4 separate regions of the Mus musculus genome follow, and all the other regions are linked to region 3. A link is a contact called in public HiChIP or PLAC-seq and promoter capture Hi-C data. All regions are on one chromosome and are shown on one strand. Each heading gives the region's core, a stretch centred on a gene start, on an enhancer-like site or on the middle of the called end of the contact. The rest is flanking DNA. Distances are from core to core; before and after follow the strand shown.

Region 1 (2,700 bases), core at 47-2,546, 1.3 Mb before region 3:
CACAGAACCCTCAAAATGTTTAAAGTGGGGCCAGAGAGATGGCTCAGCAGGTAAAAGTGCCTGCCACCAAGCTTGGTGTTTTGAGTTGGATTTCTAGGACCACAAGGCAGGAAAGAAACTTTAGTAAGAGACCCACTACTCTGAATAATAAAACTCTAAACAATGCTTTTACTTTATTTTTTTAAACTCATTTCCCCTTGGTAGGTAAGTAGAAATGTGTGTGTGTGTGTGTGTGTATATATATATATATATATATATCTTACATACTAAATATTATGGACTGTGGTTCTGGGATACCTAACATTACACAAGCAGTTTCCCTTAACATTACAAATTCTTCCGTTACACAGTATTTAGTTACGAAGTTTTTCTTGCATGACCCTTGTTCTGTCAACCACAAAACAGAAAAAGCAAGTCACTGTGTGTCAAAGGGCAGTAAATTACAAGTACAATTTTTTTTAACACATTTTTTTTTAGTGACCAGGCCCTCTTCAAGCCTGGACGGGACATCTTGGATCTTGGGATGGTTTCAGGCAAGGCCTCGTAGAAAGAACCTGCTTGGCATAATGTCACAGCAAAAGCAAGCCACAAGTAAACTGTTGAGAACAAGTTGGCCCAGGAGACTTTTACATTATAAGACAAACACCTTAATCTGTTTAACGTTGTGTGTCTGGCAACATTCTATGCAGTACACTAATCCTAGTCCTTATATTACAGTCCCACATGAACACAAAGTGGTAACTAAACCCACGGAGAAGCTTAGCTTCAAAGCTTCAAATCCCTGTGGGCGCTAATCCTCAGTTCCTTCCTTCATGTGAGACTACCCGCCCATTTTGGCAGTGTGTAAATCAAAAATCTCATACAGGACCTCTGAAATCACTCATCTGGTCCTAGCCACCTAAAGATTAAGGCTAGAGATTCAGTTTAGGAATATTCTCTCATAATTTCTGAAGTCCGTCTGGTCCAACTTCACCATTAACTTCATTCACATAAAGCGTTTAACAATGTATTTGTGCCTACATTGTTTACTTTATGGGCTGTGAGATGCGCTGAAGAATGTATTTATACATTTATACACGTACACACACTATATGTTTATATTTCATGTTGAGTACTTGATCCTTTGTGGTGTTGAGAATTGTGCTTTGGTTTCACTTTGGATCGATGTGACTTATCAAGATGGTTCCGATAGAAATAGACAAATTTCCTAGCTGTCCATCTAGCCATCCTCTTATAGGTCTGCCTTTCTTCTAGCTCGCTGCCTTTTTATGCACACACATTGATTTCCCTTTTCTACTTTGTGGTTGAGTGAGTACATCGCACCCGGAACCCTGGCTGCGGAGGTGGAGAAACGGCAGCAACTCTGACCTCCCGCGGTGGCGCCCAGCCAGCATCAATTTTGGCCCGCGCGGCTTCACGTACTCTGGGAACTTTGTCCCTCAGAGACAGCCAGGCCTGGAGGTCTGCCCCGCGAGACGGACACGCCGCCCATGCTCTCCGCCTCTAGAAGGGCTCTCCAGCTCCTCTCTAGCGCCAACCCGGTACGGAGGATGGGCGACTCAGCTTCGAAAGTCATCTCCGCAGAGGAAGCCTTGCCGGGACGCACCGAGCCGATCCCTGTAACAGGTAAGGTGGCACGGCTGCTGAGCATGCGCGTGGAGCCTGCGCACAGCGCCCTCCCGGAAGAAGACGTGCGGGACCGCGGGTGGGTCCCAGGTCGGAGTCTACGCGTGCGCAAAGAAGCAGCGAATCCCCCCCTCCCCCCAGTTCTCCCGCCCCCCAGCCCGGGAAGGGCGGGAGCTCAGCTGGGCAGTCTCCTGCCTGCGTGCTTCTCTTTGTTTGAGTCTCGCTCTGAAAGACTTTAGCGTTGGGATCGACCCAGCCCGTTTGCTGGTCTGCAGCTCCGTATTTGGGGCTAGTGGAGTCTGGTGGGAGCCCAGCCTTAGTCTTCCTTTTCACCTAGGCCTCTAGGAGCGTCTAGCGGTGCCAGTTCATGGAAGCGCTGGAGGCAGACCTAACAACGCTGGGAACTTAGGTTTTGAAGTGTAATTTTCGGCCAGAGCTGGTTGCAAGAACCCTCCCCAGTTTGTAGTTATTTCAAGGGCATGCTGGGTTGTCTCCCCCGTTTGCAGAAACTCCACGTGCTATGGATGAAGCCTCTAAGAGGTGTCTGTGTGTGCTCCCTTAAGCCCCAGGCGCACGTGAGAAGATCAGCTGATTACCTGTGTGACTCAGTTTTCTCCTTGCACCACTTAGGACCTAGGAGTTGAAATCGGATTGTAGTTCTTGTTGACCTTTTACCTTGTCAGCCCTATTGTAATGTTTCTAACCCCCCACTCTTGGGAGTATTCGTTCCTGAAAGGTTCTCACTGTTCCCAGTACAGAATCCAAGTTCATGTGCTTTCCACTTGGAAAGGGACCTGAATATTTTAGAAAGAGTGGGGACAAAGAGAATGACTTATTTGGTAAGTTAGCAAAACCAGAAGAAGGTGGCCAGGTAAACTGTTTTTTTTTTTTTTTTTTTTCAGGCTCCATTTATCTTCAGGCAGAGAGGGTTGAGGAGAGGGGTTTAGGGCAGGAGCTGACAAATTATAGGCCTCTAGGTATCTTTCTAGTTTGGAGTTAGGCGTCATAAACCTGGAGGCCAGCGATCCGTTGACCTGACCCGTAATCACAAGGCTACTGGATACTTCTGTGGAC
Region 2 (2,700 bases), core at 26-2,525, 1.5 Mb before region 3:
TGTCGGATTTCATTTGGCTGTTTTCTTTTTTTCTTTAGTTTTTTTTTAATCGCAGTAATGATCACAATGAGGTGAAGTGATCTAAAATAAAGATGTCTGGATACTCAAAAAATGGGAGAACTGAAAACTTTCAGACTTCTAAGCTACTCACTCTGTTTTGTGAGAACCTGGATGTTAGGAGGCAATGAGCTGAGAGCTTAAAAAGTTCCGTCTTCAGGGGAAAAGCTTGCCTCATAGACTTCAGCAGGTTCAAGTAGGCAAACCAACGACAAGAAAACAGAGACACCAAGTTCCCAAGGAACAACCAACCAGAGAAATCTTTGTTAACTTTTACACCTACTTACCTCAATACATACACAAAAGGGCAAGGAGACAGAAAAACTATTTCCTACACACTAGACTTTAAACACAGTAAAACAAACTAGAAACCTTGGAAAATGACTCCTGCACTTAATAATGGCTCTAGCTAGTCAGTAGTCTAAATCAATTAGCAGCAATTCCATCTCCCGGGAGCGCGGCAGCAACCTCAATAACAAGACTTGTCTAGAAAGTGTTTTCAAACACATCACCTCATTTTAAGTACCCTGCCCAGTCACCCTCTGGTGAAGCTACAGAGGCAAAAAGCAGCTACTCCCCGGATTCAAGTTGGGCTTCAGTCTTTCCAACTTGGATAGATGATTTACGTGTCCTGGGTTTATCTACTTTCTCTACCCTCCCTACAGACTTCAGAGCATGTCTGAAAGATACAATTTCCCAAGAATCTTGGCACTGAGACTATTTATTGTTGAGATGATGACTATCACTTCAAGCAAAAGGAAAAAAAGGAAACCTCTCGACAGTCATAAACCAGAAAAGAACTAAGAAGGCATGCATGTCCTTCCTTTTCTGCAAACAGCCACAAGGTGCAGGTTCAAGGGAGAACGTGGAAAATCGAAAAGTAGGGCTGTCCGCCCTAAGAGCTGCGTACACAGGAGGACTGCGAGGCCGGAGCTGCCCCAGGCCTGGAGAGCTCGGTGACAGCTGGCGGGGCGGAGGGCTGAGGGCCCGACCGCGCCGTCGAGGGCGCACGCGCGCTGAAGGGAGCCCGCCGAGACCCCCGGGACGCCGAAGCTCTACCACCACAGGCACCTGTCGCCCCCGGCCCGGGACAAGCGCTCACCTCGTCGGTTCATTGGCCGGACCCGTACCGCCACTTTCACTTTGGAGTCTCCCATCGTGCTACCGCCGGGGTTCTCACTGCACCTCCGTCTACCTCGGCCACCGGACAAACTCTCCGAGGCCAACCCGGCGGGCGGGGGCTGTGGGGGAAAAGGGGGCGGGACCGACGAGGGGCGAGGACCGGTGCGTCCCGGGGCATGCTGGGATGTGTAGTTCCCACAAGTCAGGCCGAGGCGCTGGCGGGAAAATTCGCGCGCCGCTCTCTGGAACTTGTAGTCATCTGTCGCCGTTTTACAATTGTGCCGCTGTTCCTGTACCTCCCTCTCCTTTCTTTTCCTTCTCTTTCTTTACTTCTTCCTCTCTCTTCCTTCCTTCCTATCTGTTGCAGGATTTTCCCTGTCCATCCCGCAACACCTAACTTCTCTTTTGTGTGCGTGTGGAGAGTTTTCTGGACATTAAAATTAGCACTTTATGAATGGTAGGCAAGCGCTCTATCCTTGAGTTATATTCCCAGCCTTCCTTTTATTATTTTTTGAGATAATAAAAGTAGAGATAGTTTATTAAGAAAGAGAAAGCCAACTGGCCATGGTGTCACAGGCCTTTAACCCCAGCACTTGGGAAGCAAAAATAGGCTGATCGCTGTTGAGTTTGAGGCCAGTCTGGTCTATAGCATGAGATCCAGTATAGCCAGGAATATAAAGAGAAACCCTGTCTCAAAAAAAGAAAAAAGAAAAAGAAAGAAAGAAAAGGCACTTCTAAGAATAGGAATGGGCTAGTGAGCTGGGAAAATACATACACTGCCTTGTTGGTGCTGGGCCTTTCCCCTTCTGTGTAATGTACTTGTTATTTATTTATTTATTTATTGGATGTGTGTGTGTGTGTACACATGTGGGAGCATGTGTCAAAAGACAACTTTCAAGAGTCAGTTCTCTCCTTCTATCTACCCTGTGGGTCCTAGGGATGGAATTCAGTTATCTGGCTAGCAAGCCAGAACATTTACCCACTGAACCATCTCAATGGCCCTGTTTGGAGTTTTGTTATAGTTTTTCATTGGATGGGTGGGGTTTTTGGGGTTTGTTTTGTTTTGTTTTTTTACTTCTTTTTCTCTTCTTTTTTTATGTTTATGGATGTTTGCCTGAATGTATATCTGTATGCCTGTGCTGAATTCAGAAGAGGGCATCCGATCCCCTGGACCTAGAATTACAGAGAGTTGCGAGCCACCACATAGGGGCAGAGAATAGAGCCCAGTGAGCCAGCTCTCCAGCCCCTGTGCTTTGGGTTTTGATAGAGGTCCACATGAGTTGCTCAAATTAGCTTTTTACTTGCAATCTTCCTGTCTCACCCTCTCAAGTAGCTGGAATAACAGACCTGAGGCCTCTCTCGCCTGCCTCTGTATCTAGCCCTAGCTGGTCTGTAAACTCACTCAGTAGACAGACTGGTCTCCACTTCAGAGATCCATCTGCTTCTGCCTTCTAAGTGCTGGAGCTAAAGGTTTGCACCTCGCCTCACCTCGATTCTGCAGGACTCTTAAACTCTAGCAAT
Region 3 (2,700 bases), core at 158-2,657:
CAGAAGTTTTCTATAGAAGGACTCAAGCATTGAGGACCAAACTGGCACATTTTAATAATTTTAATATGTTTTTACTAGCATATTCACCATATATAACAATGGGCTGTATTATGACATTTTATAACGTATATAATATATTCTGATCATATTCAACCCCTATTATTCTCTCGTCTTCCCGCCCCCACTCTTCTTGAACTTGTCTTTAAAACTAGTCATTTTTCTTCTTGATCTGTCAGTAGGTTTAATTAGGGTTACTAACAGAAGTATGGGCAACTTACTAGCAGACATACCACTTAAAATCTTTGTCTATCTTTAGGTGATACAAAGGCACCACCGAACTTGATGACCTGAGTTCTATCTCCAGGAGTCAAATGGAAGAAGAGAAATGACTTCCACACATGGTATGTGTGTGATAACACTTATGCTCACATCAAAATATAATAAAAAGGTGTAAGTAGAAATGAAGGCTAATTGGAACAGTAAGAATTATGACTGTAAAGGGGAATGTAATAAAAATACATTATATAAGTGTATGAAGACTTCATAATAAAACTTATGTATCATTTATGCTAGTAACTTTTTAAGTCATTCCACCAGCAACCATCAACTACCAATAGAACTGGGAGGGAGCCCTTCCTCGCTCCTTGCAATCCTTAACTGGGGAGAGCAGGAGGTATTTGTTCCCATCACATCCCTGGGAGGCCCAATCTCGGGCAGATTTTGCAAGCACTACATAAGTCCTGGTTCACGTCAACTAGAACATCGAGAGGTATTAAGAGCTCAGTTCCCTTTGTTTTTGCAGCTTTGAAAATGGGATCCAAGAATCATCGCCATGTCGTCTCACAAAAGACGGGTGGAGAAGTCTGAGAAATACTGTGCGCTGTCCCGCTTGGAGTTTCCCGGGGCTCAGCAAAGCCCCGGTAAACTCGAGCCCCTGTAAACTCCTCGGAGGAAAGCAAGACTGTTTTATCTGTTCTCAAGCCGCGAGGCGCGTTTCCAGTCCCTGCTACCCTTTCACTCTGACTCGGCTTTGCCAGCCAACCCCTTAGGTATATCAAGAGGTGAACTCAGACTGGAGGCCGAGGTCCCTAGGATCGTGCAAAGCTCTCAAGCCTTTCGCGGAACTCCAGAACGTCCACGCATGCGCCTCGCTCGCTGCCAGCCTACGACACGCAGGAACAAAGGCTCTCTGCTGGGTACCAATCGTGTTCGCTGGCTGCTTTCCAGCTCTCCAATCAAATTCTAGGGTGTGGTCATCGCGCCAGGCTCCTCCGGCTTCCGATTGGTTAACGTTTTCCTGGTGCGAGCAGCTCTGGCCAATCAACGTCCGTCAGTCCACTCCGCGCGTCCTAGCCTGGAGGCGCGAGCGGCGCGGCCGGTTGAGGAGGGCGGGAGGTGGGCGGGACGTCCGGCGCTGGCCCCGCCTCCTCGCCCTGCCCACTCCCCGGCGTCTAAACACAGGTGGGAGCGGGAGATCCCGACAGGTGAGCCCCGCGCCCAGCAGTCGCAAGGATGGAGTTCGTCAAGTGTCTAGGCCACCCGGAGGAGTTCTATAACCTGCTGCGATTCCGCATGGGAGGCCGGCGGAATTTTATACCCAAGATGGACCAGGTAAGTCGAGCATCCCTGCTCCCTCGCAGGCCTGTGGCGGCTTCCCGCACAAGAGGTCTCTAGAGGATGGATGGTCTCTGACACCCTGGTCTTCACGGAAGGCGGGATCCCTGCCTGGGTCGCGCACCCCCACTAGGGCCATGTCCCCCCCCCCCCCCCCCCGCCTTTCAAGGTTTCTGTCTGTTCAAGCCATTGCTTTTCTTGGTAGTTTGGCTGCGTATTTTGTTCTTCTAAGCTTGGAGTTATTTTTACCTAAATGGGTGCGTTCCAGAATTGAGATTAAAGAGAACACGGTTGAGAACAATTTTGAGAACATAAGGAACCCTGGAGGAGTTATCGTGCCTATTTTCACTGGAATGAAACTTACTTCGCCCCACCCACTCCTTCCAGTTTTCAGACATCACCTCCCGCATAAGCTTACTCACCTTTCTGCAGCCACTATTTTATTCCTGGGTGCTTCCTACGGTTTTTGTTGTGTCCAAGTTCCTACTAGTTATTGGCTGCCAGAGGCCAGAACATGTTTGTTTTTTTGGTTTTTTTCGTATTTCATTGGTCTGTTCCCTTTCTTAAACGCGTGCTTTTATGATAATACTTACTCTGACAAAAGTATGTAACTGTTGCATGATGACACATCCAGTTAACATCAAAAACTTAAACGTTTCCCCTTCACTGGAAACATCAGGCACTGTATTTTATTTAAAGGTATTCTTAATTGGTGCCCTTGCTTTTCTCATTCAGAATCCTCCCTTTTTTAAGATTTAGCTCTAACAAGTGCTCTCAGCCATTCAGCAGACCCTGGACACCTGTCAGTGATGGGCACTCTGTGGGGTAAAACATGGATAGCAGTGTAATTAAGGGCATAGACAGGGTCCACAAGGAAATGAACGCCAAGAGTAGGTTTCAGGGGAGAAGAAGGTACAGTTGCCAGATTCTTGCACGGATAAGTAATCAGAGCAAGAGCAAGAATCTGCTTTATAATCCAACTTGAGCTCCTGACAGCTCCAGTGACAGGTAGTTCATTCTGACCTGCAAGGTCTCCTTACCTGCCTTCTCTAGCACCCTTTAACTTAGACCCGTGATCCCAGAGCC
Region 4 (2,771 bases), core at 232-2,731, 1.8 Mb before region 3:
TGAGAAACTATTTTGATATTCGGATAGTAATTATTGGATTAATTATTGGATCTACACTGTTTGAAAGGGAAGATAATAATTAGAATACTTCTTTTTCTTTTCTTTCTTTTTAATACTTCCTTTTCTTGATTTCTTTTTCTCTCTCTTTTCTTTATCTTTCTTTCTTTCTTTTTTTGAGACAGGATTTCTCAGTATAACTTCCCTGGCTATCCTAGAACTCAGAGGTCTGCCTGCCTCTGCCTCCTGAGTGCTGGAATTAAAGGTGTGCCACATCTGGTTTCTTTTCGCCAGCTTTTGATTCTGAAAGGGAATGGCTAATTTTCCATTTGCTCCTTCCCTGCTTTAACCTCTGTGTATACGTTAAGCAAGAAGATTTTATGAGTAAAGCAAAAAGTACCTAAGTTCTGATACCCTCCCAAAGAAGTTGTTCTGAGAGGCCAGCCTGGGCTACAAAGAGAATTCCAGGACAGCTAGGGCTACACAGAGAAGCTCTATCTCAAAAAAACAGAAGAAGAGAAAAAAAAAAAAAAGTTGTTCTGGAATAAACGTTTCTGCATCGCTTCTCTCTTAAACAGAACATACCAAACACACTTCACTCTATTGAGGATATTTCTCTCCACGTAGCAATTAGGAAGATTCTACAGTAAGTTGGCAGTGAGAATGTAGGGAATAGGAGGGCGACGACAAGCATTTCACACCTGCGTTCAATTTCCTTATTACTCTATTACTTATTCCATTAAGCTTGAATAAAACAACTTGTTAGAACGGTGTGCTCAGAAAAATGGGGCAAAGCAAATATCTGAAAAGGCCACCTGTCAGCTTAGTGTTTTGCCACACAGTTACTTCTTCAGGAGGCATGTTTTATCTAGAGCTGTTTATTTCAAGCAGGCTTTAGACGGGAATCCTTCAAGGGCACCACCCTTTAGCATCTCTTTCTTGTAATTCGAACTGCAGTTAGGAGTAACAGGACATTTAGACCTTCTGTCTGATCGCTCCTACTTTCTGTTCAGATCGGAATCCAGCCTCGCAATATCAGTAGGAGTCCACTCAAGTGCTCATTAAGTGGAAAGTGGTTGATGATCTATTATAGCTCTCAGGTGCAGGCTGAGAAACATGACCAAACCAAAGTTTTGGAGCCTATCTTTAGCCCAAGGGTGAAGAAATGTAACATACAACCTCACGTGCGGCCAAAGGGATCTGCCAAACAGTAATGAAGACCTCCTGACAGATGCAGGAGCTGTGGGATGTGAGCAAGCGGGAATTCAAATCCCAATCGCAAAACCCAGCTCACTTTATAATTTTTAAGTGCTGACCTCCCTCCGTGATAAATCATGGTGGAGGCGACAGACTCCAAAGATATATAGCATTCATTACCTTTGCCCTCTGACTTAGTAGTGGAAACTCACCAGTTTCATATCGGACTTTTGGTTGTTCAGTACCAGTCTCTTCACTTCTAAAGACAGGGAAGGATCTTCCGGTTTAATCTCTATAGCCCAGAGCATCGCGGGACTTGGAGTCTTCACTCCTTAAGCATTTTCCAGAGCCTCACGGGAAATGTAGTTTTACTGCAGGTATCATGGGCACTGTGGGCGTCTTTCCTTTTCCTCCCTTTTCTCTCTAATCACCTCCTTCCGTCCGCTCAAATTCATCGCCGCCGCCAATTCATCCTTCCTTTCCATCCCAGCATGATATCATGTCCCTCATCTGGGTCTAGCATCCATGGTATTCTGGGATGTGTAGTCCGCACGATTTCAGCTCCCAGCTCCCCTCCTCCCTGTGGGAAGGCGTATGGGCGCAGTGCCTGCTGGAAGCTGTAGTTCCCTAGGGCCTCAGACCCTCAACTCTGCACTTTTCCTCTAGGGAACCGGAAACTACAACTCCCAGGGATGCCCAGCGGCAGCAGGTGGGAGCGGGGCTGTTGCTATCAATATGGCGGTTGTCAGCCAGACAAAGACAGTCAGTCTGATGTGATTGAGACAAGGGAGGTTTTCAGGGGGAGACTGGGAGATAGGGGCCTCCCCTCCCCCCTAGGCTCTTCCTGCGCGGGCCTGGAGCCCTCCTCAGCCCCTCCCGCAGGGCGCCCCGCGGTGAAGATCCCCTCCCCCTCCCGCCTTCCTCCTCCCTCCCTCAGCCTTGCACTGGGACGCTGGGGAGGGGGCTGAGCAGGGTGCAGAGAACTCTCAGCTGGATTTCCAAGGTGAGTGGGGTCGTTTGCAAGCTGGACTGCCTCAAGTCTCTTTTCCTCACTTCTCTCATTACTTTAAGGAAAAAAAAATGTCGAGATGTTTGGGGGGGAGAGAAAGTGAGTAGGCGCCACAGATGGGTCTCTGGAGTAGCCAGGTTGAGCATAGGGGAGCAAGTAGGGGTACTTCCGAGGGGGCGGCCGTGCGCGGGCTGTGGGGTGGGGCAGTTTGTGAGGGGCGGGCGTGGAGAGGCGTCGATGGCTTCCCAACTTCTCTCTGGTCTTCAGGACCGGCGGAAGGTTTGAATCCTGGAGTTGGGGGGTCTTCCTGCTTGGGAGTTTGAGAAACTGTAAGGTGGTTTCGAGGTGTGCTGGTTTGTTTGGGGAGTGTCTCGCTGTGTTTTAAACTGTGACGTGTACTTGGGTGCTGCGATCGTCTTGAAGGAATGTCTGTAGATGGTAAGTTAGATGGCTGGAGTCAGAGATAAGCGGCCTGGGCTTGGGAAGCACGCAGGAGTCCCGGGCTGGACTTTTGGTCCAAGGATCTTGTGCAGGGTTTGGGGGGGCTCAGTAACTCGTTAGTGTCTGG

What was found. Promoter capture Hi-C pulls out the DNA fragments that hold promoters and counts their contacts. HiChIP or PLAC-seq counts read pairs in DNA pulled down with a chosen protein or histone mark.
Region 1: a contact with region 3 is called in an H3K27ac HiChIP or PLAC-seq map of extraembryonic endoderm stem cells, with 3 times the contacts expected there. The contact joins the promoter of Msra here to the promoter of Fdft1 in region 3. A contact is called at or near these places in 4 of 39 promoter capture datasets (HPC-7-derived erythroid cells, cranial neural crest, liver and 1 more) and 1 of 115 datasets of contacts at active chromatin or transcription factors (extraembryonic endoderm stem cells).
Region 2: a contact with region 3 is called in a promoter capture Hi-C map of liver, with 2.1 times the contacts expected there. The contact joins the promoter of Kif13b here to the promoter of Fdft1 in region 3. A contact is called at or near these places in 2 of 39 promoter capture datasets (liver and pre-B cells) and 1 of 115 datasets of contacts at active chromatin or transcription factors (embryonic stem cells).
Region 4: a promoter capture Hi-C map of pre-B cells shows a contact between it and region 3, with 2.8 times the contacts expected there. The contact joins the promoter of Ints9 here to the promoter of Fdft1 in region 3. A contact is called at or near these places in 1 of 39 promoter capture datasets (pre-B cells) and 1 of 115 datasets of contacts at active chromatin or transcription factors (pancreatic cancer cells).

The regions. Positions count from the first base shown.
Region 1 is chr14:64,439,636-64,442,335 of GRCm38.p6, reverse strand. Msra (methionine sulfoxide reductase A) reads left to right here and starts at 1,296. Exons shown (of 6, transcript NM_001253712.1): 1 at 1,296-1,626. The coding sequence starts at 1,491.
Region 2 is chr14:64,651,116-64,653,815 of GRCm38.p6, reverse strand. Kif13b (kinesin family member 13B) reads right to left here and starts at 1,275. Exons shown (of 40, transcript NM_001081177.2): 1 at 1,160-1,275. The coding sequence starts at 1,214.
Region 3 is chr14:63,176,594-63,179,293 of GRCm38.p6, reverse strand. Fdft1 (farnesyl diphosphate farnesyl transferase 1) reads left to right here and starts at 1,407. Exons shown (of 8, transcript NM_001360211.1): 1 at 1,407-1,611. The coding sequence starts at 1,513.
Region 4 is chr14:64,949,003-64,951,773 of GRCm38.p6, reverse strand. Ints9 (integrator complex subunit 9) reads right to left here and starts at 1,481. Exons shown (of 17, transcript NM_153414.5): 1 at 1,407-1,481. The coding sequence starts at 1,415. Hmbox1 (homeobox containing 1) reads left to right here and starts at 1,917. Exons shown (of 10, transcript NM_177338.6): 1 at 1,917-2,197.